Linked DNA regions of Mus musculus: region 2 is linked to region 1. A link is a contact called in public Micro-C data. All regions are on one chromosome and are shown on one strand. Each heading gives the region's core, a stretch centred on a gene start, on an enhancer-like site or on the middle of the called end of the contact. The rest is flanking DNA. Distances are from core to core; before and after follow the strand shown.

Region 1 (3,321 bases), core at 524-3,023:
AGTATAGGAATGGGAGGAGGGTAAGATCATAGCCTTCTATTTAACTCTTCATACAGCCTGAGTAAGATCTACAGGTTATAATTAACAGAGCTCTGAACTGATTTAACAAGTACTGCAAACTATAAAAATTAACCTGCTGCAACTTCTGCATGAACATACCATTTTAAAGACTTTATGAAGCTACTTCTGAATGGCAAAGAGAATTTTAAGACCTAGTTGTTACTAAAACCAGGTAACTTCCCTGAATCCTGGGATAGTATTATTCCCTAATACGTTCTGGTTGGGCTTACACTAAAGCTCAAGTTGAGTTTTAGATAAAGCTTGAGAGCAATAGTTGCTTCTTAGGAAATCACAGGGCAGTGGTTGGGGAGATGACTCAGTAGGGAAGGGGGTTGGGGTGCAAATGTGAGCATCTGAGTTTGAATCCCCAGAACCCAAGGAAAGCTGGGTGTGGTCGAGCAATCTGTGTTACCAGGACTGACACAGTGAGATGGGAGCGGAGGCTGGGGGCCCCAGATATTGGCTGGCCCAATAGCCTGTGTGTGCACTGCTGAGACTAGCAATAAAGACCCTGGCTCAGGGTAGAGAGGACTGACATCTGGGGCTGTCCTCTGACTGCCACTGATACCATGCTGTTATCATCTGTTCACTGCTGACCCCACACCCCCAACACAAAGCATTACAAAGTAAAATAGACAAAACTGCTCAACTCTTCTTGGGAAACACCTATGTTCATAAGTGATAATCAATATGCTAAGTAGGATCCATACAACCTCAAGTCCTGGTACATTACCTAGTACACAACTACAATAATTATCGAAAACAATGTAGTTCCTCAAAATATCCCCTAACTCACAACCCATTCCAAATGTCCTATCTTCTATGACAGCATTCTCTTAAACGAGTCTTTGCCTGTCATCTCTTGTATGATGTACACTCAGTACTCTGCTTCCTTACTATTCTCATTTAACACTGTGAATAGCTTGCAATACATATAATAGTGTTACATTTTGCTTTGCTGACGGGTTCATTCGTGAAAGACAGATATGATTGCTTCCCTGACCTCAAAAAGTCAGCTATCCAATAGAGGAATCGGACAAAGAAAACGATGAGAAACCAGTGACACATCAGACATGCAGGGTACTGAGGCCCAGCAAAGCTATGAGCCTGGGTGGGTTAGGACAGTTTCTTGTAGGAAGCAAAGTCTTAAAGGATGGGCAGACAGATCAATAAACACAGAAGGGCACTCTTAAGTAAAGGAAGTGTGTTCTAGGAAGAGCGACGTTCGGGAGGGATTGGATTACAGGCCTGGTGAAGGATATTTCCCTGTGTTATAAGAATCTCACTTAGACTTTACCCCAAAGCACAGGAGGCTTTTAGGCAGGATGCCGTGTTTGTAACATATTGAAGGGAACAGGGAAGGGTAACTTAGGGAGAGGAAAACCACTAGGAAGCTGCCACAGTAAACTTAGGCAAGAATGGGGGACATTCAACTGTGAGGAAGAAAAGAACAAAGGAAAACACATTTTAAAATTATTAAAATCTGCACTACTAAAACTGTAATTAGCTGTGGTACTAAAATGAAAATAAAATGGACAAGAATGTAAGCCTTACTGTCCAGTCTTTACTCGACTTTTCTTTTATTCTTGCATGCCTTGCTGGGCACTGAACTTAGGGCCTTGTGCATTCTAGGCAAGTGCTCTACTACTGACTCATGTCCCCTGCCACCTGTTTTCTCTTTATTTTAAGGCAGTCTCACCAAACTCCCCACAATGGCCTTGAATTTATTCTGTCATCCAGACAGGCCTTGGGTGTGCCATGACTCACAATCATATTTTGTTGGGCCCACACAGAGACAGTAACAATCTTGCACACACAGTTTGCCACTTTCCTTCTATGTCTACTGTACTTCTGCCCCCCCCCCAAAGTACTTAAACCAGTGATTTTTGCTTAACCATTGCTGTTTTTAAAGGCTCATCTAATTTTGAATTCTGTCAAAAATTATATCAAATACCATAGATTTTTTCATATTTGTCTGTATGTGTACATGTGTGTGGAAGTCAAACTCAGTGTTTCTTAGGAGATGTCCACTTGTGTTTGTTTTGTTTGCTTTGTTGCTGTTGTCGAGACAAGGGTCTCACACTGGGAAGTGGGCTTCACCATGACCTGGAGCCCACCCATCAATCAGCCTGTCTTGACCAGCAAGCTCTAGAATCCTCCTATGTATACATCTCCAGTGCTGGGATCCAAGCATTACAACATCATGCCCAGTCTTTTACCGTGGTGCTGAGGACCAGACTAAGGTCCTCACTGCTGTGTGTCGAGCTCTTTACTGACTTAGATTGCATTAAACATGTAAAATTCATTAGCACAATATGCATAATGAGCAACCATTATCACTATCTAGTTATTGAAGACTTATATCACTCATAAAGGAAAGCTCCTCATCAGGCCTGCCCCCAGCCCCCATGGATCTGCCTACTTTGCATACATCATACTGGTCTGTATGTGTTCTCGTCCGTCTCCCTGCTTTGGGCTAGTATAAATTTCAAGGTTCGTTCTGTAGCTTGACTCAATGCTTTTTATTGCTACTACATGTTACACTGTATGGATATACTTCTGAAGGCATTAGCTGAGGGGTACTTTGGGTGTTTGAACCTTGTGGCTACTGTGACCGATGCTGCCACGGAAATGTCTGTTCTCAGTGCTGAGTATACTGAAGGCTAGAAGCGCTGGATTACATGGCAATTCCATATATAACGTGCTGAAGAACCACCAGACTTCACCATAGTCGCCTTCTCATTCTATACCCCACCAGTGATGGATAATGTTTTAAGGGTATTCTAACACACACACACACACACACACACACACACACACACACACACACACAGAGAGAGAGAGAGAGAGAGAGGGGGGGGGCCCATAACTGCTTCTATAGTTTGTAAGAGATGTCTTAACTGAACTCTACTTTCTTGCTGACTCCATTTTTCGACTCACATTTAATATTTCCATCAAACTGAAGCTTCTAAATGCACGGTGCCAATGATCTTAGAATGTAAGCCGTCTAACAAGTAAGCTCACCTTGGCTATGATATGCCAGTTTACAACTCTCTTTATCGTCTTTGCGTGGTATCCCTGCTGAGTTGTTCCAAATAAACTAGGCAAGAAATAATTTGAAACAAAAGAACACAGCCATTGAAATGAGGCTACAGAATCACTATTGGTACCCATCCATGTCGTTCAGCAATAACACTCCATTTATGGTATATTCGTGACCGTCTTGAACATTTCAGCAGTAAAACAAAACCTGGAAATCTA
Region 2 (3,321 bases), core at 484-2,983, 63 kb before region 1:
TTCTCATTCCAGCTGACATCTTTATATTAAGACTATTTCTAAATATGCCTCTGTAGCTTGTGTGCATAAAAAAATCATTTTTAACCTATAATGTATCTCTAGTAAATTTGATTTTCTTTGGAATGGTACATTTATGTTAAGGTTATTTTAATCTGGACATCTGTTTTCACAGATCTTGCTCCTTTCTAAGTCTTAATTTAAGCCACTGACAACGGCAGGCAAAAAAAAAATCATAACCCTTCAACTCAAAGTGACGTTTTAATTATGAAATATTTCAAAGGTGTAGAGAATGCCTCATCACACTCCGGTGTCTCAACCCAGAGTAAACAGCTCTTACCCCCCACACTTAGGAGGGAGAAACGGCAGGAACGGGAGTTCAAAGACCGCCTCTGCTACTGAGGAATTGTCAAAGCCAGCCATAAGACACTGTTTCAAAAAAAATCAAAACCAAACCAAACAAACAAAAAAACCAGGAAACAAAACAAACAAACCAATAATAATAAAACCCCAAACACTGAGAAGTCCCATTTTTAAGTCTGTATCTTAAAAGTATTTCACATGACACATGTATCAAATACTAGAATATATATGTATATGTGTATATGTATATATACATATGTGTATTATATACATGTATAATATGTATTTTATATATGTGTAAATATATACACATATTCAATATATATATATATTGAAATAACAGGGCACTAGAAAAGACCAAAATATCCACTCATGTAGTGTTTTCCTAAAAAGAGATTTCCAAAATAAGTTAATTAAATGGATACATTTGTTGTCACGGTATGTGAATTTTAGAAACTGTAACTTTGTGTGGGTAGAAGGTTAAGCATACAGAAGAGGGCACATTAGTTTCAGGTAGAGATGGAGTGACAGGGTTTTCTGCTGGGTCTCTAGCGATGTTGTGGAGCTAGTTTTAAGTGAACACCTTCCTATATCTTTAGGGTTATAAAAGCAATACTGATGATCTGTGTTTAGGGTCACTGACCTGGGTCAGATCCACCACCCATATGTGTGTTAGCTGCCTGTCAGCTTTGCCATCTGTGAAATGGGAACCATAATTTCGACTATCTTATAAACTTTCTATGAATATAGATTATGTTAGAAAAACATATTTTGCATGTTAACCATCAGCTCCTGTCCTTCTTCTGAGGCTCAGGCTGTATACACGGACAAGGGCAGGAAGAGATGGTGATGGAATGGAGGGCAGAGAGGAACCTGAGGCAGAGCTCTGTTCCCCACCAGTGCTCCAAGCACTGTGGGAGAGAGGTGCCCTGTGATGGAGGAAGCACTCAGCAACAGCTGGCAGGGAGTAAATCAGCTGAGCATCTTCATGGAAAAACAACCAATGCTGCACGTGGATGGCAACTAGACCACAAGAAGAAAAATGCAAAGAGAACACAAACACCTCCTCACAGCCAAGCTTGTTTTGCCCCCTGCCTCTCACCTGCCCCTGGTCTGCCTTCTGATGTTGCCTCTTAGCCCTTTCTAATTTTCTCAGGTGCTGGATGGTGAGCACTTCATTTGGAATACGCACTTTCAGAAATGCTATGGCTTAAACAAGGGCGTGTCTGCCCAAACACAGGTGCTAAACTTTAATGGCGAACCGGTACTTTCAACAGGTGAGGCCCTTCTGAGAAGATTGGACAACAAGGGCTCCCTTCACCGTGACTGGAGTTAGAGCCCTTATAAAAGAGCTGAAGGGCTCGCCTCCTTTCTCTTGAGTTTGTGCGGTTTGAGCATGCGGCAAGGACGCTCCCCCGTGCCCGTGCCCGTGCCCGTGCCCGTGCCCGTGCCCCACTTGGATTTCTAGACTCTGCTGCTGTAAATCACCATACAGTCTACTCAGCTGTCGCAGCGTACACGGAGCAGGTACAAGTCGTGGCGACTTGCTGTCGCTGTAAGTCCACAGATAAATATCCTGTAATGGCATGATTGCAGGCTTTCAGAAAGGTCATGCTTTGCTCCGGGGGAAGAGCGGCGGCTGTTCCAGGTGACTCACCGCCACCCTTATCCTGAACTCACTTATTCTTGCCTTTCCTGGTTCTTATCCTTCCTTATTCCAGCAGCTTCATTTTAAGTTTCTTATAGGATTTATTTTTTCCCCCTCATTCCTCTGCTGGAAAACGAGTAGTAGCACTCTTCTGTCCTTAGATTAAAAAAAGCATTTAAGAAACTGCCCTAATCCCACCCTAATCCAGCTTTCTAGTCTTTCCAATTTACCTTTTCTGAGGCTCGGCCTCAGCAGATCCCAGCATTGCTGTGCTCACCCCCACATCCCCGTCTTCTCTCCCCACGCCCCCCCCCATTTCAACACACTGCCCTCTCCACCCTCCCGAGTCCCATGTGTCTAATTTCCCCCTCCTTAGTGGTTTACCTCAAATGTCATTTACTTTCTAAAACCTTCCTCGATCTCCATTCCTTTCTCCCCAAGCTGAACACGAGCAATTAATTTATAAACTTCGTGGGCGCGAGGGAACCAAGAAGGAATACTACACTGTCCCTCTGCTCTGTCAGCACCTGTCCAGTCAGGAAGGCAAGACATAAACCAGAAACCTTAACGTCGGGGCGAGGGAGAACAGGGCCACATGGAGACTCTTTAGAACCCCTGGCTTCTCTGGACTCTAGCTTCTCTCTTCCTCACCCAACCCCCACTCGTGTTCAGTACTGTGGCAGTACGTTTTCTCTGAGTCTACTCTCCTGATCAAGCCGCGTCCCGCGTGGCTACATGCAAGCCGCATCTACGCCTTCCGGATAACCGGAGCCCTTTTGCAACCCGCTCCTGCGCACCTTTCTGATTCTCTCCACTTTTATTACCTCTTCCTCCTCTGCCTCACAATAACTCCCTAACAAGGTCAAACATTTCCCTTCTTAAGCCTTGAACCCACTTCTTCCCTTATGTCAAGTCCTTTCTTGTCATCTGGGTATGCGTTTAGAGAACGCCAGCTGGAGGGATGCTTGCTTGGCCCACTAGCCTAATCCACTGCCTGGCTCACACCCTTAAACCTCCTCCTCCTGTGTTTTCCCATCTGGTTTTGGATCATTGATGTGAGACTCCTGGGGCAGAGGCCCTGCTTTGTGGGTCACAGCTGTAACTCCAGCGCAGCTGCGGCAGGGCACAGGGAAGTGCTTGGGGGAATGTTTGTTTATGATTGAATGATGTGATAGCATGGGGGAGAGTGGTGGATCCCAAGTGCAGGGAAGCACAAACTGCTTAACTGGCTCTCTCAGGTTTTTGGTTGCAGGCACCTTATCTGTTTTGCTTAGAGCTGTGTTTTAGTGTGTGGGTTCTCAAGACCCAACGAA

Evidence for each region. A called contact is a pair of places that touch in the nucleus more often than the background predicts.
Region 2: a contact with region 1 is called in a Micro-C map of muscle stem cells, with 2.0 times the contacts expected there. The contact joins the promoter of Arhgap20os here to the enhancer-like site in region 1. A contact is called at or near these places in 4 of 39 promoter capture datasets (cranial neural crest, embryonic stem cells, maxillary cranial neural crest and 1 more), 3 of 484 Hi-C or Micro-C datasets (muscle stem cells, myocytes and nephron progenitors) and 1 of 9 other capture datasets (pancreatic islet).

The regions. Positions count from the first base shown.
Region 1 is chr9:51,811,588-51,814,908 of GRCm38.p6, reverse strand. The region is part of intron 2 of Arhgap20 (Rho GTPase activating protein 20); the gene reads right to left. Among named protein-coding and RNA genes, the nearest start is that of Gm40520, 48 kb to the right of the region's middle. Within about 2 kb of position 1,773, at least 3 of the 459 cell types and tissues checked have an H3K27ac peak or open chromatin away from gene starts, as enhancers often do. A contact at or near this core is called in muscle stem cells, where this site is marked.
Region 2 is chr9:51,874,297-51,877,617 of GRCm38.p6, reverse strand. It overlaps Arhgap20os (Rho GTPase activating protein 20, opposite strand), which reads left to right and starts at 1,733. Exons shown (of 4, transcript NR_033560.1): 1 at 1,733-1,915.